Regions from separate parts of the Mus musculus genome. Here regions 1 and 3 are each linked to region 2. A link is a contact called in public Hi-C and promoter capture Hi-C data. All regions are on one chromosome and are shown on one strand. Each heading gives the region's core, a stretch centred on a gene start, on an enhancer-like site or on the middle of the called end of the contact. The rest is flanking DNA. Distances are from core to core; before and after follow the strand shown. Region 1 holds the start of Eef1e1 (eukaryotic translation elongation factor 1 epsilon 1). Region 2 holds the start of Psmg4 (proteasome (prosome, macropain) assembly chaperone 4). Region 3 holds the start of Exoc2 (exocyst complex component 2).

The links. Promoter capture Hi-C pulls out the DNA fragments that hold promoters and counts their contacts. A called contact is a pair of places that touch in the nucleus more often than the background predicts.
Region 1: a Hi-C map of CD8 T cells shows a contact between it and region 2, with 4 times the contacts expected there. The contact joins the promoter of Eef1e1 here to the promoter of Psmg4 in region 2. A contact is called at or near these places in 1 of 39 promoter capture datasets (pre-B cells) and 1 of 484 Hi-C or Micro-C datasets (CD8 T cells).
Region 3: a contact with region 2 is called in a promoter capture Hi-C map of liver, with 6 times the contacts expected there. The contact joins the promoter of Exoc2 here to the promoter of Psmg4 in region 2. A contact is called at or near these places in 2 of 39 promoter capture datasets (liver and pre-B cells).

The regions. Positions count from the first base shown.
Region 1 is chr13:38,657,511-38,661,304 of GRCm38.p6, reverse strand. Eef1e1 (eukaryotic translation elongation factor 1 epsilon 1) reads left to right here and starts at 2,277. Exons shown (of 4, transcript NM_025380.2): 1 at 2,277-2,398. The coding sequence starts at 2,312.
Region 2 is chr13:34,161,578-34,165,205 of GRCm38.p6, reverse strand. Psmg4 (proteasome (prosome, macropain) assembly chaperone 4) reads right to left here and starts at 2,242. Exons shown (of 3, transcript NM_001101430.2): 1 at 1,957-2,242. The coding sequence starts at 2,130.
Region 3 is chr13:30,972,093-30,975,755 of GRCm38.p6, reverse strand. It overlaps Exoc2 (exocyst complex component 2), which reads left to right and starts at 1,709. Exons shown (of 28, transcript NM_025588.2): 1 at 1,709-1,760.

The DNA.
Region 1 (3,794 bases), core at 1,028-3,527, 4.5 Mb before region 2:
CTAGGACCACATAGTGAAGCTGCCAGGTTCTGCACCTTGCTAGGTTGGAACTTGCTCCCCTCACTCAAACACGTGTGCATCAACTTTGGTTTTTTTATGGTTTCCATCACTGTTTAAGCTTTTCTTTAATTTTTTCACAAGTTGGAAGCTTAGCTGCGTGAGGATCTTGTCCTGAAGTCACCACTCCCTTTACTCCATGTAGCTTCAGGCTTTCCTTTAAACTTTGTATCTCTTTGAGCGCCAGACTTGGCTCCAACATCCCGGTGCTCTCTTTCTCCTCAAACAGTATCTTTTGTATTTTTTTTTCCTTGCTCCTTTTCATTATAGATCTGGCTAAGTGTGACCACCAACAACTGCATGACACAGTCAATCCTGGGCTACCTTGAAATCTCTGCCAACAGTATTAATCCAAAGTCTTCAATTTAGGTTGGTTTTTTTGTTTGTTTGTTTGTTTGTTTTTTTAATTTTAGGACAAGGGCACAAGGGAGCTACTACATTCTTTGCTAAAATATCATAAGAATGGTTTCTTGGCCACTCACTAAAATTCCTCCCCTCTGAAATTTCTTGATCTGGGCCCCATAGTTCAAATCACCCTCAGCATTGTTTTCCATGCCCCTACTAGGAAGGTCCATTAAGTTTCACTTATAGCATCCAAAGACTTTTCTAGTCCAAGTCCCAAAGTCTTCCATATTCCCCCAATGTTGCGGCCGCCAGCAGCTCGCAACATGAACGGTTCGACTGAGAAGGCCACTCGAGCTGTAAGAGAGGAATCTAGACGGGGCGAAAGAAGAAACGGAGCTAAGACAAATTCATTCTGATCAAAGCTCAAATTTTATTGTTGCGACACTAGTTATAAAGGAAGGGGGAGGGGACCCAACTCCCGACGAATAATCTCTGGTCCAGTAGAAAGGTGCACCTCCGCAGGTTCTAGCAGTGGGCGTGGCAGAACGAATGAGCAGGAAGCTCCACCCCTGAACAAGCAGGTTTCAGGCTGGGGGAGGGGAGACTACACCCCAACAAACAGAATAATCAAGCCTGTCACAGCAACATCTTGGTTCCTGGTACCAGCTTCTGTCTTGGTCACTGTTCATTTGCCTATAATCACCATTTTTATTCAAACCACCACATAAGGATTCAACTTGTCTCAGTTAGAGTTTCTATTGTTGTAAAGAGACACCATGAGTTACTATTAACTTTTATAAAGAAAAACATTTAGTTAGGGCTGCCTTACGGGTTCAGAAATTTAGTCCATTATCATTACAGTGAGTCTCATGGCCCCAGGCAGGCAGACATGATGCTGAAGGAGCCAAGAGTTTTATATCTGGATCAGCAGGAGGCAAGGAAAAAAAAAAAAAAAGAATGCCACTAGGATCTGAAACCTCAAAGCCCACCCCCACTGCCACATTTTCTCTAACAAGGCCACACCTACTCCAACGAGGTCACGCCAATAGTGACACTCCCGGTGAGCATATGGAGGCTCATTTTCTTTCTTTTGGGGGGGGGGGAGAGGAGGGGTTCGAGACAGGGATTCTCTGTGTATCCCTGGCTGTCCTGGAACTCACTTTGTAGACCAGGCTGGCCTCGAACTCAGAAATCTGCCTGCCCCTGCCTCTGCCTCCCGAGTGCTGGGATTAAAGGCGTGCACCACCACGCCCGGTTGGGGGCTTATTTTCGTTCAAACAACCACAGATCTCAAGTTCCCTTGCTAGGTCACTGGCCCTTATCCTTATTTTAATTTAAGATTGTTCTATAATTTTCTTATTTGGAGAACTATTTGACGAGTTTGGGAATCAATGCTTTATATTTATAAAACAAATAATCTAAATTATTCTTCTGATCTACAATAGTTTTATAAGCATTGTAATGAATGATTCAATCTTTAAGATTCGGATACATTCAGCCAGGCAGTGGTGGTGCATGCCTTTAATCCCAGCATTTGGGAGGCAGAGGCAGGCGAATTTCTGAGTTCGAGGCTAGCCTGGTCTACAGAGTGAGTTCCAGGTTAGTCAGGGCTATACAGAGAAACCCTGTCTCAGAAAACAAAACTAAGATTCGGATACATTCTTCTGTGAAACTGTCTACACTCCGTGCTCTCCTCTGCCTACTGTGAGCAATCCACCGGACTCCGAATGTGGTTGGCCCCGCCCTTAATTACGAACCGCCCCCTGCCTTGAGCTGACTCCGCCCCTTTCGCGCAGGCGCGCTTGCCGTCCTCCCAGCCAATCGTGGGAGACATCTGTGGGGCCGGACTTCCTGCTCAATCAAGGTCCTAGCTGTGCAGGCCCCGCCTCCCTAGGAGCTGGGCCAGAAGATGGCGGCGGCCGCGGAGTTGAGGCTGCTGGAGAAGAGTCTGGGACTGAAGCCGGGGAATAAGTACAGTGCTCAGGGCGAGCGGCAGGTGAGGCGCAGCGGTAGGAAAGCAGCAGGGCGGCGGGGTGACCCGGAGCCTACGCGACCCGGCCGGGGCATCGGAATGGACTCCGCTCCCCACGTGCGTGCGGGGCGGGCCGCGTGGCTCGGTCTGGACCTCCAGGCAAATGTCACCGTCCTCCCCTCGGGGAGCAGAAAGCCAGTTCGCGGAGGCCTGGGCAGAGTCAGGGGTTCAGATCCCTGTAGGCGGCCGTTAGCCGTGCCTGGTCCTTTCATTCAGCGACCGCCTTTCCAGCGGCTGGCCGGGCGAGCGGTACAGATTCCTGGAAGCCGCCTGGCGGAGGGAACACGGAATAGGACCCTGCTCATTCTGGCGACACACCCGCTTGGATGTGCATTGTGCAGAGAATTGAGGAAGATTCCGGGTGTGGGGCAGTGGAATGCTTGGTGAGATAGAAGAATCCTGATTTCTTAGGGTGTAGAAAGTGAGTCCTTTGTAACTCATCATTTGCCGTAGAAAGATGGTACTAGAGGAAGAATGGTAGTGGGAAACCATAGAGTGTGCCTTGAACGGGATTCCAGATCTAGATGGCTTGTTCCTGTTTGGGCCCAAAGGTTTTGTTTTGTTTTGTTTTTTCCTTTAATGTCTAAATCGTAGCGGTATTGTGGGGTTCACAGTAACTTAATGTGGCACCTGGAAAGGTTAAATGACTTGCCTGCCGTAGGCTGCGAAGGCCATCCTCCCCAGAGGTGATGTGCTCTGTCCTCAGCCCAGTTTCCTTTGCACACCCTCTTTTTTGGCTTTGCCGAGACATGAGAGACAGTCTTGCTTTCAAGGCATGAGGGACAGTCACCAGCAATTAAGGGCCCAATAGGACAAGCGACAGGGGAGGAATACATTGAGGACAGTGGCACAGTGCCACAGAGGAGGTGGGATTTAAGCTTCAGTGAGAAGCTGGTGTTCAAGAGATTAGACTTGGAAGGATGTAGAAAACCAGTGAATTACTATGTAAGTTTGGGTCCAGTAAGCCACCCAAAACAGAGTAGTGCAATACAGAATAAACCCAAGTTCAGTCTTAGACCAAGTTCAGTTTGAAGTTCAGAGTTGGGTTTTAGTGCCTTGTGTAATGGAAACGTTTCACAGTGAGTCCCAGTTGAAAGTTTCTGGTTTTCTGTGAGTACAGACCAAAGACTAGAGATGAAATCACCGTGTTTCCTTAGTTGAAAACTAACCACAGTACACCAGCAGTTACGATGTGCTCAGCGAGATTCCCAATAATAATGACAAGGAACAGTCTAAGGATCCAACTGTAGGAGCAAGGTCCATTAGATTATGGTACATCAGTACATGAGGAAACTACTACTTATCCACCCGCTAGAAGTAGCTCACATCAGGACTTGGGGAGCTGAGAAAGGTGGATCAC
Region 2 (3,628 bases), core at 993-3,492:
TGCACTTGCCTCACTCACTGTCCAGGTTGAGACAACTTAACAGATTGAGTATCTCCCAGACAGTGTGGCAGGGCAGAGACTATATAATTCATCTCTTAAGAACTTAAGGTCACTTTCAGAATTTCTTCAGGTATATACCGAACAAGATTAAAAAGAAAAAAAGAACAGTATAAAATTACTCAATTTCTATCTTTTTGTTTGATACAAAAATATAATCATAAACCTGTTCTTTATAGACTCTTAATTCAACATTTAGCTGAAATGTACAGTGTTTACACTGAAGCCTACTGAAGTAAATCTACCTTACCAGCTGGCTTTTTCGTACCAAAAATAAAATTTTAAGCCCCATCTTGTTACTGTTCTTAATATAATTAATTACTGTCAAATAATTGGTCTCCATAGACACATGCTCAAGGACACATTTACTAAGGTGGGAGCACCTCCTCCAACTCCCTGCCATAGGTCAGGACCATTTTCCATCCCAGGCCAGCCACCCTCAGGCTGGCTTGGCTGGCATCATCCCTCCTGGGTACTGAAACCCCTGCCGCTATCCAGACAGGCCAGTTAGAGAAGCAACTTCATCCTGTGATTTGTGTTCTCCAAAGTTTGTTGTGGCCAGAACAAATTTGCGGGCAAAGGGAGGAGCACACACACATGATCTTTAACACTGTCCTCCATGGACCAGCACAACTTTTCTATGAATGCTCACAAAGAAAATAATTCAGGTGTCAGCAGCCACAAGCCCGCTAGTAGGACTAGAGCTGCCATACTCTCCACCTGCATAGATAGATGTGGCCATGTTTTAGTAGAACCTGATTACGAAGTAAGACCTTACTGCCTGACTGGCTACAACTTAAAGGACGCCCTGAAGAGGTCTCAACAACTCACCAAGTGACTTAATGAGCAGCCTGAGAGGTACTAGACACTAACCTCACCTTATATCACTAAAACTTCAGAGGCCAGTACTACTGGAATAACTGGGCAGGGAAGAACACTAAGAAGCAACAGGCCCTGTGGGGATCACTAGAAACTCAGTATCATACTCTGAATTCATCTCAAAGGGTCTTTAGCAGAGGAATGGCAATCCCTGATCTATCTTATTGTTTTATCTTTTTGCTTATATGTAGTGTGTATGGTATGCATGCATACGTGCATGCATGTTCCTAAATTTGGGTGCATATATATGCATGTGCCCCCCACACAAAGTGAGCTCATCCGAGGGTAAGGTAAGTCCTTCATCCAATATGAGTGGTGTGTTCAAGGAAGAGATGAGGACAGGCAGTTTAACTCAGTGGTGGAGCATTTGCATAGCACATGCAAAGCTTTGGATTCAACCCCCTATCCTGGAGATGGAGAGGCTCTGGGCACGTGACCTGTGAGAGAAAGAAAGGCCAAAGACAGCCAGAGAGCACTCAGAATAGGTAGAGTTGCCCATACAGAGATGAAAGGTCACAGAAGGGGAAGGTTTGAGTTTGTTGGTCAAGTACCTATCAGACACTCAAATCTAAGCTCCAAGTTCAATACAAAAGTTGTCTAAACCCAATGTAAAATGTAAAACGTAGCACGCGCACATGTCAGGAAGCTGGTGCAAGGAGAGCCGATGTTCTGGTGAGCTCAGAGCTCAGGGGCTGGGATGAGTTCCCTTTAAGGTGGTCCACGTGTGGGTTGACTCCGGGGTTCCCGCAAGTCAAGAAGCAGCCCTAGGAGACTCCAGCCTGAGGTGTTCAGAATAGGACCCCAGGGCACACTGAAGCTCCTCAAGAATGTCTCTCAGGGCCGCATGCGACCAGCCTCACTCCCACTGGTCTCTCTCCTCCCAAACCCTTCTTAGCGGTCCCCACCCTCTACCCCAGATCCTTCACCTTGAGGTCCACCGGTCCCCCCAACCCCACCCCCAACTACGGCTAGGCCCCGCCCCCAGATCGCCATCAAGTTCCTGGCCCCGCCCACACTCACGTAGCGGCTGCACATGGCCACTGCGAGGTTGCGTAGATGCGGCGTTGCTCCCACCCACAGGAAGAGCGAATCCGTCAGCCGCATGACATGAAAGTGGACCAGCTGCTCCCACAGCCTTGCACTGAAGTTGTGAAGCGACACGTCCGCGTCCGCAGCGGCCCGAGACTCCTCCATCCCGCCAGCCACCGGGCCACAGCACCGAGACCGGGCAGGCGCGGGCTCCCAGACCAGAGAGAGCGAGCTCCGAAAAGCGGAACGCTCTTTCACTTTCAGATGCGCGCGCCGAGGTGGGGTGGGGCGAGCATGAGTGGGCGGGGCCTAGAACAGGGCCTCCGCCTGCTCTAGCCTGGTACCTTCAGCCTCGCCTAGGAGTCTGCCAGCGATCTCTAGGAACCCACTGAACTACCTCTGTCCTTTTTCCTTCTTCCCAGGAGCGCATGTTAGTGGACTGAAACCACTCTCAGCATCTTCCTTTGCCCAGACACGGACACAATTTGAGCGCTTTAGCAGCCACCACCTCCCAGGCCCACCTCTGCAAGTCTCTAACCTAGCTAACATAATTTAACAGCAATGATCCTGGGAGAAAGCTGTAAAAAAGAACTGCATAGACCATGGCGGGAGGACAGGGTCTTCAGAGACAGGCAGGCACACCCTGAGCTGCTATCATGTAAAGCTCGGGTCTTGATCTAACCCTTTAACTTCTCTGTCTCTCTTTCCTCGAGTACAAAATGGAAATATGAGTAGGGAGCCTTTAAGATTTGAGAAAGAATGTGAGAGAGGGAAGCCCTGTGGAGGGTGGTGATATATCTGCCCTGGGACCCTTTAATTTTAATTACTGGGACACTAAAGTGTTTGGAATGAGTCCCTTGGTGGGTTGAGAGGCGTAAAAACTTGCCCGGTTTGTCAAGCTTTTTACAGTAGACTTGGAGACTCTAGGAACTGCAAAGAGTCTGCTTAAATTTCCTGTAACTCTTAGTGGATCAAATTGAGATTTAAAATGTGATGTGATTTGAGTATGGTTTGGGACCCTCCGAGGATCCACTGTGAGATGTCTTAGTCCCCAAGGGAGATAGATTATGGAATATCATGGGAGATCAGGGGATAGGCCCTGTCTGGAAGACCCAAGTCACTGAGGAAAAGGAAATATTCCTGTGATAGAGCTCCTGAGGTATTACTATAAAAGCAACAAGCCCAGCCTTTGTGGTTAATATTGTTGGGGGTTGGGGGGAGGGGGTTACTACACCCCCTTGTTACCTTTAAATATCTATTGGGGGTTTCTACCCCACTTCAGACCATATCATTACCAGATAAAAGATACAGAAACATTTAGATTTATAATAAGCTTAAAAGCACTAGAGCTAGGCAGATATCAGCCCTCTATGCTATATTACCTATTTTCTTATGGTGATCCCAGAGATGTCACTGGCCATGTTCAGCCTGGGCCATTCCTACTCCATCAGGCTGGTCCTCTTGACCATGTGCCCATGATCTACCAACACCATGGTGACCTCCTTCCTTCTTCCTCTCTCTTCCACCTCATCCTTATCTCAGACCCCAAGCCCAGAATCCATTTTTCCACCCACTCTGTTCTGCCTAGCCTTGTCTGTAGGCATCTTTATTGGCCAATCAGGAATAAGTTGGGGGGCAAGCTTTACATCATTTGGTACAGGAG
Region 3 (3,663 bases), core at 460-2,959, 3.2 Mb after region 2:
GAAGACTGTTTTAGATAGATTGGAAGTACTGTGTCAAAATCCTTCTTTTTAGTTCTAATGAAATCTGAAAGTGTTGAGAACATAAACCTATACAATGATTTGTAGCCTCAGTGGCTACCGTAGCAATTTTAGTTTTAACAGTTTTATTTTCTGGCAACTTCTGCACCAGTGTTTGCTAGTTAGTTTCAGGGTTAGGAGCAGAAACTTGAGGGAGGGGAAAAATAAAGAAAATTGTACCAGTGTTCTTTATGTTAACAAAAGAGTCTCTTTCCTCTTCTGAGTGTTTCTGTTTCACTAGCATAGTATATTTATTATTATTATTTTTTTTTGATCCAGGGAAAACTCTGTGAGTTTTCCAGAGCCACCATTCTGGCTTTGATGATAGGCAGCCTTACCTGACAAATGGCATGTCACTGAGACCTGAAGGGTTTTGTTTCACAGTGAAAGGCTCCGTGACTGCCAGAGATTTCTTACAGTATTTCCTTAGGACCTCTGCTGCCAAGTCTCTTGCTCACGAATAAAGAGTGTTCCCTTGATCTTCAAAATGGATGGTCTGGAAACACTTTGACGTATCTTCTCACAAATAGGAGAGAAAAATGAAGCCATACAATATCTCTTAATTCATAGTGCCTGTACGACACCCTCTTCAGTGTATGTACTGAATGAAGCATAAGGTATGCTTCACAGAAAGATATCTGAAAAAAAAATAGCTTAGGCCAGTGGCTCTTAACCCCCCTGGGGGAATGATCTTCACGCAGGGGTTGTTTAAGACCATCGGAAAACAGATATTTACATTGCCTTCATAACAGTAGTAAAATTACAGCTATGAAGTAGCAACATAATAATTTTATGGTTGGGGGTCACCACGATATGGGGAACTGTATTAAAGGGTCTCAGCATTAGAAAGGTTAGGCTGTTATTGGTCTTAGATAATGGGCACCCCGTAGCTACTTCTCTCCACAGTCATGGCAACACAACCACAGGTAGACCCTATGCTTCTGCCATTATCCTCTGCTGAAGATCACTGTCCTTCGTTCCTGCTACAGAGGAAGCCACAGGGATATGTCTGCTTCAGTTCAGCTGGCCATCTCCAGAGTCCACAGGAGGGTACCTTCAAACCTTAGGGCTTATGGGCTGTAGATAGCAGTCGTTTCTATAATATGGGGGTCTTGTGAGTTTGCAAATCAATTTGCCACTCAGACCCTTGGGACCCCAAAGCTCTGACCTGTGAGAAATCTTAATAAGGCGGGCACTCCTGGCTAGATGCAGTCCTTTGACTGAGGTTTGCCTCTTGACCTGGTGCTGATCCCTGACCGCTGTGGACTCTTGGGCAACATCTACTGTGACTCTAACCGACTGTATCCTCTTTACCCCTCCCCTCTTTTTCCTCCCCGAATTCCACCCTTCCACTTTCTCCCTCTCCTCCTTTCTGCTTCCCTCCTTCTTTTCTCCCTTTCCCATCAATTCCTCTTCTCCTTTCCACCTCTCCACCCTTCTCTCCTCCTCCCTCCCCACTTTCCCTTTCTTCCCTCTCTGTCCACTTCCATGCCGTCGATATCCTCTAACTTCCCTTCTCCATAGTCTGGTCCTCCTTCTATTCCTTCCCCTCTGGGAAGAGGCGGTCCATCCAGCACTCGGTGCTCGGCTAGGCGGCGGATCGACGCGCTCGGCGCTCGCGGCGTGCGGAAGTGCGGCCCTAGTGCTGGCTGCGGCGGCCTGGAACCGGTTGGCTGGGACCTGACACCGCCTGCAAGCTGCAGGTGAGTGTCGCGTCCTGGGTGAGGACGCCCCGGGTCCGGAGTGGAATTCCGCGGTGGCACGGGACCGTCGGGGCTGGGCGACCTGGGGAGGCGCGGTGAGGGACCCGGGGCGCGGGGCTGAGTGTGGGAGCCGCGGGCCGAGCCTTCCCCACCCGCCTCCGCGCAGGCCGCCGGGCTGGACCCGGAGGAGCGGCTGGTGTGCAGGGTCTGCTTGGAATCTGTTTAAGTCCCCCGCGCTAACGTGGACGGGAAGCTTGAATGGTTTCCTTTACTACTCTGGGAGCAGCAAGTGCGGGTTCAGCCACACCTCCATTCGGCCATTTGAATGCCTTACACTAAAAACACTAATGGCAACTGGTTATCTCTCTACTAACTTTGTTTATAAAGCTTAGCTTGTGATGGCCCAGGCTTGGTAACAGATTCCCCCAATGGCAAGGAACTGAAAGTCAAAACAAGAATGATCTAAGTGTGAACAATTTGTGATTCGAAAGGTGACAGAAAGACGCTGATGTGTGCTTGCCTCTTACATGTTCTCTTTTGTTTGACACAGTAGACAGTATTTTTAAGCAGGGGAACCTCTGTTTGTTGGAAACAATTTTTGGAGTTATTAGAAAGTAGTCCTTTTTTTTTCTTTTTCAATTATTTAATTTACTGTACCAGACATTTTGAACTATTACCTTCCAAAAGGTGATACCTTGAAGATTACATTCAAAACATTTGTAAAGGCTGTATTCTAGTATGGGGCTTCTTCAACTTTTGCCACCAAAAATTTATAAAGAATTTCCATGGTTTTATATGTAAGTTTATAAAATAGGTAGACAATCTATGTATTCACTATCTGTAAATCACAAAGCTTTTTATTTTAGGACAATTTTTGTATACATCAAACTTACCATTTATTAAAGATGAAAGCATAGAGTTGGATAACTCGGTTCTTTTCACATACATAGTTAAGTCTTGGTTTAATATTTGTAACTACGGGACACTGAGCATCTTCAGGGCTTTCCAGAGCTGATTGATTATTTTAATTTTCTAATCATCGGTAGGAAGAGCAGTTCTACATACAAATACATAGTACACAGTGGTAGAAGGACAGTTAGAAACATTTTGGAGATTGTTGCAAATTTGTCCTTACTCCCAAGCCGAATCCATTGGTGATCTTTTAGAACTTCAAATCAGCAACGTAAAAACCAGTTTTTCAGATTAAAATTCGGACACAACACGATTTAAAGACCCAATCACTTGGTGATTACATGCTGAAGAATGCCAGTAGGGAAATGTGAATAGTCTTTGTTTTCTGTAATAAAACCATTTTTCTCCTTTAAGAACAGAACATTTTGTTTGTGTGTGTGTATATACGTATATACATATGCATAATATATACATATATACACATACATATATACATATATGAATACACACATATATGTATACACACATATATGTATGTGTGTATATATGTATATATTTGTTTGTATGTATGTATGTATATATGTAGTGTGTTAGTTTTTTCAGTGTTGTAACCAAGTACCTGCTAAGCAGTTTAAGGGAAGAAGGTCTCACTCCAGTTTATAGATTGGAGTTATATAGCCTATGCTAGTGAGGCTGCCTCATAGTGGCAGGACTGTGCCCTGGGACCCCTCAGGAACAGGAAGCAGATAGAAGTCAGGATGTGGGGCTGGGCTCTGAAACCTCAAGTCCCCACCCCCTAGTGACTCACTTTCACAACAAGGCTCTTCATCTGTAAGCTTTCATAACTGCCTAAAACAGTGTTAGGAGGTTCTGAGCCTATAGGAGATATTTTCTATTCAAATCGTAACATACAGTGAAAACAACTGCTATTTGTAACATATAGTACTTTGACGCTGAGTTGTAGGGTTTGGGTTGAATACTCTTGGGTACT